2 separate regions of the Canis lupus genome follow, and region 1 is linked to region 2. Evidence: chromatin contacts called from public Hi-C data. All regions are on one chromosome and are shown on one strand. Each heading gives the region's core, a stretch centred on a gene start, on an enhancer-like site or on the middle of the called end of the contact. The rest is flanking DNA. Distances are from core to core; before and after follow the strand shown. Region 1 overlaps ETV6 (transcription factor ETV6). Region 2 holds the start of ETV6 (transcription factor ETV6).

Region 1 (5,315 bases), core at 2,748-5,247, 150 kb after region 2:
TGATTGCTTTGACAAAGACTGGGAAATTGAATGGTCCTCCCAGGGAGAGACCTCACTGTTCTGTAGATAACCTACTACCAGTCAGGCACTTGCCAGAGTGAAAATATTGCTGTGGTTAAACTAGTTAGTACTACCTTATATTTATCTGAAACCTCACAGTTTACTAGTGTTAATGTCCATGGTAACCTCTCTTGCTTAATCATCACAGTGGCCCATTTTGTACAAATGAAGAAATAGATTCAGAGAGGCTAGGTAGGGGTGGAGGTCCACCAGCAGAACCTGCACTCAGGTTAGGTCTTTTCTCTCCAAGTTCAGTCTGGCCTGGGGTGAAGCTACTGCCAAAAGGTGAACACCAACATGTGCCAGTTAGTTAGCAATTTTCTGGCAAGTCCAAGGCCAAGGGAAGTGAAATAACTTCTTTGTTCCCCTCCATTTCTTTCCATGCCATCCACCCCTCAACCCCCTGCCACCTTCCACCCCTATTCACACCCACCCTTTCTGCCCATACTGCCTTAGCCGCCTCTGCAGTTTCTGTGGGGAGCTAAGGAACGCTTTGTTTGTGCAGTCAGGGCTTCCTCACAGGAAATTTCCTGTGATGGAAACTCTGGGGAAACTTCCTGTTGGTTAGGACACTGCAGGGGGCTGATAACATGAACCACTTAAACCTCCAAACCTCAGCTGCTGAGAAGGATGGGATGGTCCTTCCCCACTTTCTCAGAGTCTAGGAGGGCAAGAAACTGTAAGTGTACAGAAGCCTCAAGAGTCTTGCTTGGGCAACATTTTCCAGAAGGTAAAAGCTACATTTGTGGTCAGCAAGTTCTCCTAAAAGATCAGCTCTCATGTTCAGTGGACTGCTTAGGTTTCTAATGAGACTGGTACCTGCAGGGACATTCTGTCTGGAAGCATTAAGAGGATTCTGGAAGATTTCTCAAGATTCTGGATTTGATCCTTTCTATATCACTTTATTTTTTTTTTCTATATCACTTTAAAACATAGTTGTATTACTCTTCAATGTTATATGTTTATGAATACTACAAACATCTATTTTCAGCTATCACTTAGGGAATGAGAATTTTAATTAATCCTTGTCATTGGCAGACACAGTTGACTATATTTTGGTTTGCTTAACACCAGTGTAATCATCTGGGGTGTATACCACAGGACGACAAATCATGAGCCATAGCACAAAATTATCCAGTAAGCTTTATGTTTGTTTGACATACTCTGGACCTCTAGTGGATTATTTTATTGTTTGCTAGCATTTGAGCAAAGGTAATCATTCCTAATCATCTCTTGGGGTTGAACTTGGCTTTGAATATCTCCAATGTTAGGAATTCTGCAGGTTCCCTTAGCAGCTCTCATAGCCCAAACTCAAGTTTGGTCTTCTAATTAGCCTGATTTTTCCCTGGCGACCTGTAGAGCCGTTACTACTCATCCTGCCCTTGTTATACAATGAAAATAACTGACCCTTGTCTTCTTTTGGTTTTCATATCAGTAGACAGTTACTTGGAAGATGGCTCTTAATCATTGGATTTGCCCCAACTGAAGTCCATATCTCTACAAGTTTCTTAATAGGTGTTGTTTTCCTGGTTTAGGTGCTAATGTGGCCTTCATTTCTAAGGTGCACTAGATTCGATGGAAGTTTTACCTAGCCTCACCTTCCCAAGCTTCTGCCACAAGCTGGTGTTCTTTCTTGGTAGGAAATAATCATTCCAGCATCAGAGTAAATTAATGAACTGAGCATACTTTCAGGTGTGGTATTGTGGTTGTATTTTTGGTCCGTGTTGCAAATTAGGGAAGCATGAAAGAAAATACAGTTAATCAGGAAGAAGTTTGTTGGCTGATAAGAAGCCTGCCTCCTAGACTCCTAGAAGACACAGAGCATTTGTTCATCTTTGTATACACAATATTTTGTAGATTTTTGGCATGTAGTCTCAGTACATGTTTGTTGAATGAATGAATCCTAAAATTCAAAAAGGAGGAGGTTTTTAGATTTATTTTGTTTCTGGAATGTGTAAAAGTTGCACATTTTTGCAGCTTATTTGTAAGGATAAGCTGTCCTCATGAATTGGATATTGATCTTAAAAATAAGGAATTACCAATAATGAATGACGCTGCCTGTGATATACTTACAAAAGTTAGGAAAGATATCTTTGTAAAAATGCCTTAGAATAAGCTTTACATATGGAAATGCAAACCAGTGATTTACTTTGGGACAGTCAGAAGGATAGGGCCTGTTTAAGTACTTTTGCAATATGACTTACTTTTGATTTTCTATTTGATTTTATATTATAGAATAAGACTAAATGGAATGTGTTATAAATAGAGAGACTGTCATTATAAACACTAATTAGCACCATTTGTCTACATAAGAGTAATTGCCATTTTCAATCCGTTCTTACTTTAAAATAGATCACAGTGATGTTGTAATATCTATAGATGGAACCAAGATAATATTATCAATAGTAGTAGTAGAAGAACATCCTGATCTTCATCAAAATTGTATTAAAGTACTACAGGACTCTATGCTAGATATCCTTATCTTTTTTGGAAGTCCAATTAGTGTACTAGAAGGACCAGGGGCTTTGGAATCATAACTAATCTCTGGTTCTACTTTTGCTGTTCTCTTCATTCTTTCAACAGTTAATTTATTGTATGACTGCTATATACTGTGAGGTGCTAAGTATATATATCAGTGACCAAGATGGATATGACCCAGGCTTCATGTTGCTTACAACGTAAGGGGAGATTGAGGCTTACCAGGAATTAACAGTAGCCATATAGTCCATTTCCCACACAACAAGGAGAGTAGTCTGTTGTGAAATAGAAATCACTGTGTCATGTCACTGCTATAACCTCCATTGGCTTCCAGTCACATTTAGAAATACTCTGAATTCTCGGTATGAACGACCAGGCCCTGTATGATCCAGACCCTGTAAACCTCTCTAACCCTATATTACCTTTTGTTCTGTTCATTCCTCTTTAGCCACACTGATCTTGCTATTCTTAGGACTCTCTAACTATGCTCCTACCTCAGTCCTCTGCACTTGCTATCTTCCTCCCTGTAAGACTGTTCCTTCAGATGTTCCCATGTTCCTTACCTTATCTTGGTCTCTGCTCAGATATCATGTCCTTAGAGAAGCTTCTCTGATAGCTCTTTCCAAAATGGCGCCCTCCCTCATTCCCCTTCCCCTTTACCTTGCACTATTTTCCTTCATAGCACTTTTCACCACTCGACTTGTGATTTTTGAAAAATTGGATGGCAGCTCTTAGGGGTTTATTCAAAAAGGCAATTGGCAGTCCTGTGTGCACAGGTGGGGCTTAATGCCTGGTGAGTCCAACTATGGTGGTCCAGCTGATTGGTAATTTGGCTCAGTCATGGGAGATGCTTAAAGTCTTTGGGACAAGTGAGTTTGCCTCCAAAGAAATCTTGTGGTCTGCTGCTTGTAAGGAGCCAAGCTGAGAAAGGACTTGAGCTTTTATCATTCATTACACAAATTTCCACTGAATTCCCCTGTGTTCTCCTAATCCTTGATCTCTGCTGGACCTGGTGCTCTCTGACTCAACCTGATTCAAGCAAGCAGATGTTCTCTCATCTACCAGAGGGAGCAGCTGCTGAGCTGGGGGAGAGCAGAATACAGTCATGCCACGGATCCTTTTATTGGTAGTTTCTCCTGCTCTCTTCCTGCCTTCAGAGGAACTTGGAGCATCTAGTTTCTGAGGTTTTTTGAGATTCTGTGAGGAAAACCAGCTTGTGTCTTACTGGTGTCTCCCCCTGCAGGCAGGTAGGGTTCAGCTGTTCCATGCTGCCAAATCTGATAGGAATTGTCCATCCTCAAAAATGTTGTGTACCTCTCTCCACTGCCATGGTTTCTTCTCCCATTCTACCTTCTTATGGGTTTGTACCTTTTTTATTCCTCTGCTGTGGTTTAGTGGGACCTGGGATAGGAGCCAGGTTAGACACAGACATGACTCATTTATATAGTTACACTTGAGGGTGTGTGCATTGATGCAGCACTACAGGGTGTTTTGAAAGCATAAAGCACAGGAACTTGGTCTAGTCTATGGTATACATTTAAGAGGAGGCTTAAAAGCTTAGTAGGAGTTATTTGGGTAAAGAAGAGGTAAGATTATTTTTATGAAGGGGAAAATAGAGGGTGTGAAAACCCTGACACTAGAGGATTTGATCTTCAAAGAACCGAAAGCCCAGCCAAATGACATTTGGTGAATTTGCTATGGAAAACCAGAGTGTCAGCTTACAGAACTACAAGGGGGTAAAGATGCTGAGATAGACTGAGGCATCATCACATTAGGGATTTTGGCTTTAATCTTAGGACCACAGGCAGCCATGACTATTCCCTGTACAACTTGGGCCTCGGAATCTTGGTTCTATTTTTGTAAGCCAGGCACATACATAATCTCGACCTCATAGAGTGGCAGGCATTAAATGGCATCATGAATTAAAATTGTCATACTTGTTTGCTGAACTTGATCTTCCGAGATGTGACAAATCACAGTAGCCTCTCAGCAGAACAGTGAAATCAAAATGTCAAGTTGAGGAATAATCTTTGAAGTCAACTAAGTGAAAGGTATAAAGTAGGAACCAACTGAGTGGTATTGTTCTGGGTCCCAAAAGCCCAGTTAACAGAAGAGTTTCAATTAGCTACACTCTAGGCTAAGATAGACTCGCAAGGTGGTCAAAGGTTAAAAGATAAGAACTTGGGAGTATTCTAGCTGTGCTGAAAAATTCATACTGCATGGAGATTGGGTTAGAAGCTCATCAGTTGGTAGGTGGAGACTATAGAGGATGCAGGCAACAAAGAAAGGTAGTGGATAGCACTACACACATTTGTCCCGTGCCGGGTAAGTTGATAATGAAGCAGTTATCTGGTCTTCATATAAAAAAGTTTCTTGTGCTTGGTAATGTACTAAACACTATAGATGACAGATATTAAAATATGAAAGAGGAAGCTTTTGTCATCAAGGAACTTTTAAGCTTTAATACATTTTCACATTAGTTGTAATATATTTGTTATTTTAAAGAATTGCCAGAGAGTTACATCTGCAGTGCAGGGATAAATTAACAAGTGTCAGGACTCTAACTTAACACGCGTAGCTGGTGCTCTTCCTGGCCTATTGCCAGCCAGGACCAGAGAAGCCAATGAACTCAGCTCTGTGAGTTCACCCTTTGAGCCTGAGAATCAGCCTTATCTCATGACCTGATATTGCTAATATCGCTGGTCACTGAACATTTCTTAAAGGAAAGCAGTGATGTATAATAATCACTTGATGGTATCCCACCAGTCAAATCAATG
Region 2 (5,367 bases), core at 1,055-3,554:
CTCTTTCTCTCTCTCTATCAAATAAATAAATAAAACCTTAAAAAATAAAAAGAAATGTAAGTCGAGAGTTAATTCAGTCCTGAGGTTAAATAATTGTAGCTACCATCGAGCACAGATTATACATAGCAAGTACTCAGGTAATTAAGCTCTTTGTACATATTTGCTCATTGAATACAAGAATCTTATGAGATGGGTACTATTCCCCACCTTTTAGAAGCTGACAGTTGTCGAGGATCTTATCGGTAGGTAAATGATATAGAGGTTTATAGGATTTAACCGAGGAATAGGACATCAGAATCAATGCCTGCAACTTAAAGTAAAGGGATCAAAGGCAGCTAGATCATTTTGGGGGTGGGGGATGTGGGATAGAGATGGATAGCAGGTGGCCCAAGGCAGAGGAGCTGGTGTGGACAGGAGACCTCCTGCGGACCATAGGAGTAAAATGTGACCCAAACTGGTAAGATCCCTGAAGGCTCGGAAAAACCCATAATTCCCACCTTTCCATCAACAGAACTCTTTTTCACCCCAATCCCTTTAATCAGTTCTGGTTCCCAACGTCCTTCTGATGAGCGCGCGGAGGTCTGAAGGCATATTATGATGTAGAGCATTGGAGATAAGCGAGTGGGGTACACCTTGTAGGGTGGGCATCTGGGAAATCCGTTTTATATGTAGACAGACGCAAACGGGATACATATTTACACGTATCGTATCATTATCATATATTTGTAGTGTAACACACATCCTGACACTAAGACCCTTGTGTGTGTGTCATCAGCAGGGGCCAGACTGTAAAGCATAAATCCCGCTCTGCGTTTTGCAGCCGACGCTTGAGAGCATTCGAAGAGGCCACGGACCACGATACCGAGAACAGAGCGCCCCGCGGCACGCGCCCCGGCCGGCACCCACCCTCGGCGCCGGCTCCTACCCCCCCCCCCCCCCCGCCCCGCGCTTGTTCCCGCGGCCGACGAGTCCGCCCGCGGCGGCAGGAGCCCCGGGTCACCAGGCGGCCCGGGACCGGCGCGGAGAAGCGGTGCCGGGGCGGGGCGTGCTGCGCGGGAGCTCGTCCTGTCAACTTTGCAGTCGCGTCACCTAGGTCGGTTGGTGGCGGCTGCTATTTCTTTAAATGCGCAGCGGATTTCGCCAGGGCAGGAAGGGGGTCAGGAAAAGGAGCCCAACGGCCTTTGATAACTGCCCGGCAGCCTCCCCTCCCTCCCCTCCCCGGCGGCGCGCTCGGCTGGGGAAGCGCCCGCGGCGGCCGCATCCCCCCGCCCCCGCCCCCCCGGCCGCCGCCCCCCCCGCGGGCGCGCGCGCGCACCGACGCCCGCCGGCTCCGGGGCGCCCACCCGCGCGGGGAATCCCCCCAGCCCGCCGGCCCCCCGCTTTGTCTCCGGCGGCGTCGCGCTCCGGCGCTCGCGCTCCCACGTTTCCCCGTGAGCAGCCTGTAACCCGAGCTCCCATTTCCTGGTGGATTCTCTTAAAGAGGCCGCGGCCGAGAAGCAGAACAAAGGCTATTGTTTTATTTCCTCCTCCGGGTTCCGCGTCCTTCCCGGAATGCCCCTTCCTCTAGGATTAGTCCCCGGGCCTCCCGGCCTCCCGGCCTCCCGGCCTCCCGGCGCTCCGGCGCGGGGTGCGGGCTGCGGGGTGCGGGGAAGGCGCCCTGCTGCATTTCAGGGTGTCTCCGAGAAGGAGCTGGGGAAGGTGGGAGGCGTTCCAAAAAAAAAAAAAAAAAGAAAGAAAGAAAAGAAAAAAAAACCCCAACAACCTGTGTCGCGGTCTCTGGGGCCCCAGGGCCGCGTCTCCCCGGGGCCGGCGGCGGGCGCGCGTGGGCCGCGCTGCGGGGGGCTGTGCGGCGCGGCCCGGTCCCGGCTCCCTCCGCCGCCGCCGCCCCCCTCCCCCCGCCCGGCTTTTATTTCCCCGATGCCGGGCTGTAACCCGAGCTTTTATTTCCTGGTGGCTCCTTTAAGAGGCAGAGCTCAGTGCTGGGAATTCACGTCAGTTTCTGCACTGAAACTCTCAAGATCAATGAGCGAAGAGCCTTCTCAGTTCTGCCTTTCAGTTTCTCTCTTCCAGGAAGGAAAACATTCGAGCGAGCGAGCGAGCGAGCGGGCGCGGAGAGCGGGCGCGGAGAGCGGCGGGAGGCGGGGGGCGGGGGCGCCGGCCGCGGGTGGGAGGAGAGAGCGCGAGGCCGGCCGGGCTGCGCCCCGGGTCGCCGCGCCGCGCCGCGACCTGCAGACCCCGCCGCCGCGCTCCGGGCCCGGCTCCCACGCCCCCGCCGCCCCGCGCGCCCGACTCCGCCGGCCGGGCCGCCCCGCCCCGCCCCGCGCGCTCGCGGACCCCCGGGCCGGCTGCCGGGAGCGATGCTGCAAGAAACTTCTTAAATGACCGCGTCCGGCCGGCCGTGGAGCGCTTCTGGGTTGGGGAGAGGAAAGGAAAGTGGAAAAAAACTGAGAACTTCCTGATCTCTCTCGCTGTGAGACATGTCTGAGACTCCTGCTCAGTGTAGCATTAAGGTAAAGATCCCCCCCCCCCCCCCCCCCGCCTCCCTCCCCGGGCTCGGAGACCTCGAGCTGCGAGCTGCGAGCTGCGCCGGCCGGGGCAGTGGTGCGGGGCTCCTCGCCCCGGAGGGGGCCGTCGCAGTGGCCCCGGTCGCAGTGGATGATTTGGGGGCGCCGGGGAGGAGATGCAGCCCCGCGGCGGCGGCGGCGGCGGCGGCGGCGGCGGCGGCGGCCGTACCCTTTCGTGTAACCTTGCGGCTCCCCCCGCCGAGCCCCCCTCGGCTCCGAGCCCCCCGCCCCGCCCCACCCCCCCTTTTCTTTTTGACAATTAAATGCCCGTCGCAATTGGCCAGGAGGAACCCGAGTGGTCTCCAGAACTGTAAAACACCCCCGTAATTAGTGCGCTTTTGTAAAATAAATAAATAAATAACAACAACAACAACAACAAAACCTGCTCCTACTCCTGCTGCCAACATATGACTGAAATGTAACTTTTGTTCCCGAGGGGTGGTCTCCTTAGGGGGGGGAAACAAAAAGTTCTTCAGCCCCAGTTGGGGATGCAATCCTTTTTTTTTTTTTTTTAAATTTAAAATTTTTTTTATTATCCCTTGAAATGACTGCTTGGGTCAGATCAGACTGGATTTTTTTTTTTTTTTTCTCCCTCCTCTGATGGTAATTGCAAGCGCTGTTGGAGAGACAGCCCTGGTGTCAGCTTTTCCTGGGCATTTGCACAATGAGTTTCTCGCTTTCTTTTTTTTTTTAAACCGAGGTAAATAAAGTTGCCGAATGGTTATTTTACTCCGATGCGTGTAAAAGTGGAGTAATCCCAAAGTCGAAAACTCCTGTGATGCAGGGAGAGAGAGAGAGAAGGATCTAAGTGACCAAAGTGACCTTCCCCGTTTGACAGTGCAGAGAGGATATCTAAGTAGAAATCGCCCCGCTTTCTGCCCGTGTTTTGCAGGAATTGTAAATGCAGGATGGTGGATGTTTGCAAACACAGTATTTGGCTTCCAAGTAGTCGTGTGTGTACATGTATATATATCTGTATCTATAGAGCTGGTGGTGCTGTGGTTTGTTGCTTCTAAAAAGTTGCAAAGTTTGCCACCGGGAGGAGGCAGGATGATTTGTCCATTTCCCCCAATTATTTTTCCCGTCGCTTGCATTTATTGTGCGCTGTTATTTATTTTACTATTCCATCAGTCCCCAGGTGGAAAAACCTTCTGCTTCTGTGAAAGGTTGAAGCCACTGAAGTTTGTTTTCTGCTTGGCCCACTTAATATGTGCTCATTGAGTGGACGCTGCAGAAACAATGAACAAATAACCTGTTTTCCTCATCTGTGGGGAATTAGACAAACCTTTCCTGTTTCAACACTGCTGTTCCAATAGGATCTTTTTAAAGGAAACAGTATTTTATTATATTTGCTTACTAGGTTTTCATGATTATACTCAGATCTTAGTGTTTCTCATCAGGTGAGATTTTCATGGATTTTAATGTAGGGCTAATGTGAACTAAAAAAGTGGGTTGGGTTTCTTTGTGTTTTTTTATTTTTAGTTTTATTTTTTGCCTCACAAAAATGCCCAGTGGCACTTTAGGGCTTCTGTGTTTGCATATACCTGGGGGTAGCAGAGTGTCTTTGGTGGAGGCGGAGTCACTGTAAATAATTTAAGGTACTTTGATACTTCAAAACTAGTTTCTTTTGCTGTATTAATTAGATTCTACAGTGAGCACGGTATAGATAATCTAATTTGACACTTCATAACACAAACAGAGGTAACTAAATAATAGGGTATTAAATCAGTAAATTGTATTTAGCTCAATGGCAATAAATCTGACATCAGGAAAACCTGGACCAGCTATGGGGCAGTAATTTTAGGGTGAAAACAACAAAAAGCAATCCTTCTGTGACTTTTGTTGATACCTCTCTTAAAGAGACTGCATATCCCCACTGTTCTGATGGGCTTATTTATGTTTGTGTGCTGTAGGCAGAAGTGCTACTGAGTAGCTCGTTTTATCCCACTCTAGTGGGAAGAGTACAACAGCCCCCTTTCCTTACTCAGACATACAGAACCAATCCCAAACCTGGGCAGAACGCCGTCTTAAATGTGACATAAAAATTGCAGCCATAGTTTGCATAATCATTTTTTTTTTCCTTATTGCTTATCCTTTCAGTAGTTTTTAGGTGCCTCTTTTCATGATTGTGTATCTCCATGTAATTAAAATTGATTGATTGAATCCTCTTCCCTAGGAATGAGAGTATCACTTTTATTTGGATGGTTCTTCTTGGAACCATTATATGACTGTTTGCTGAGACTGTGCATATGTTTCGGTGCATGTATTGTGAAGTGTATTTTTTCCGAGAAGTGTGCTTAATTCACAGTGTTCCAATAATAAGTGCTGCAGATCAAGGACTTGGGATTATTCTGGGTCATCTGAAAATGTTCTGGTGATGTGTTCATTCAGTCCTTGGGATGTGGTACAGTGACTGCATAATAAAAGATGTTTGCTGGTAACCCACAAGCAAGTACGAGGATTGCTTTTAGAGTCCAGTAAACAATAACTTTTCTGCGGAGCAGAGGAGGAATGTTAGAAGCTTTCAAGGATGAGCTGATGAATCCGATGTATTGAAGACATGTGACACGGAAGGCTCCCTCTCTGTGGAGAGATTTCCCTTCACTCCTCTGCTCCCCTCCTGAAACCTTCCTCACTTGCTCCCATTCCTTGCAAGCAGCTGGTCAGCAGGCAGTAAATTCCTTAGCAGCTGGTGTGGTGGAACACAGAGGAGCCCGACCAGAGGCAACCACAGAGGGAAGTACTCTATTTACTCCTGAGCATTGTCTGTTCTACTAGAAGAGAGTAGTATACAATTTAGGTG

Evidence for each region. Hi-C and Micro-C count contacts between places; a contact is called where the count stands out from the background.
Region 1: a Hi-C map of blood shows a contact between it and region 2, with 2.2 times the contacts expected there. The contact joins the enhancer-like site here to the promoter of ETV6 in region 2. A contact is called at or near these places in 2 of 9 Hi-C or Micro-C datasets (amygdala and blood).

What each region holds. Positions count from the first base shown.
Region 1 is chr27:11,732,059-11,737,373 of UU_Cfam_GSD_1.0, forward strand. The region is part of intron 2 of ETV6 (transcription factor ETV6); the gene reads left to right. Among named protein-coding and RNA genes, the nearest start is that of ETV6, 140 kb to the left of the region's middle. Within about 2 kb of position 3,998, at least 4 of the 20 cell types and tissues checked have an H3K27ac peak or open chromatin away from gene starts, as enhancers often do. A contact at or near this core is called in blood, where this site is marked.
Region 2 is chr27:11,587,598-11,592,964 of UU_Cfam_GSD_1.0, forward strand. ETV6 (transcription factor ETV6) reads left to right here and starts at 2,305. Exons shown (of 8, transcript XM_038576801.1): 1 at 2,305-2,510. The coding sequence starts at 2,478.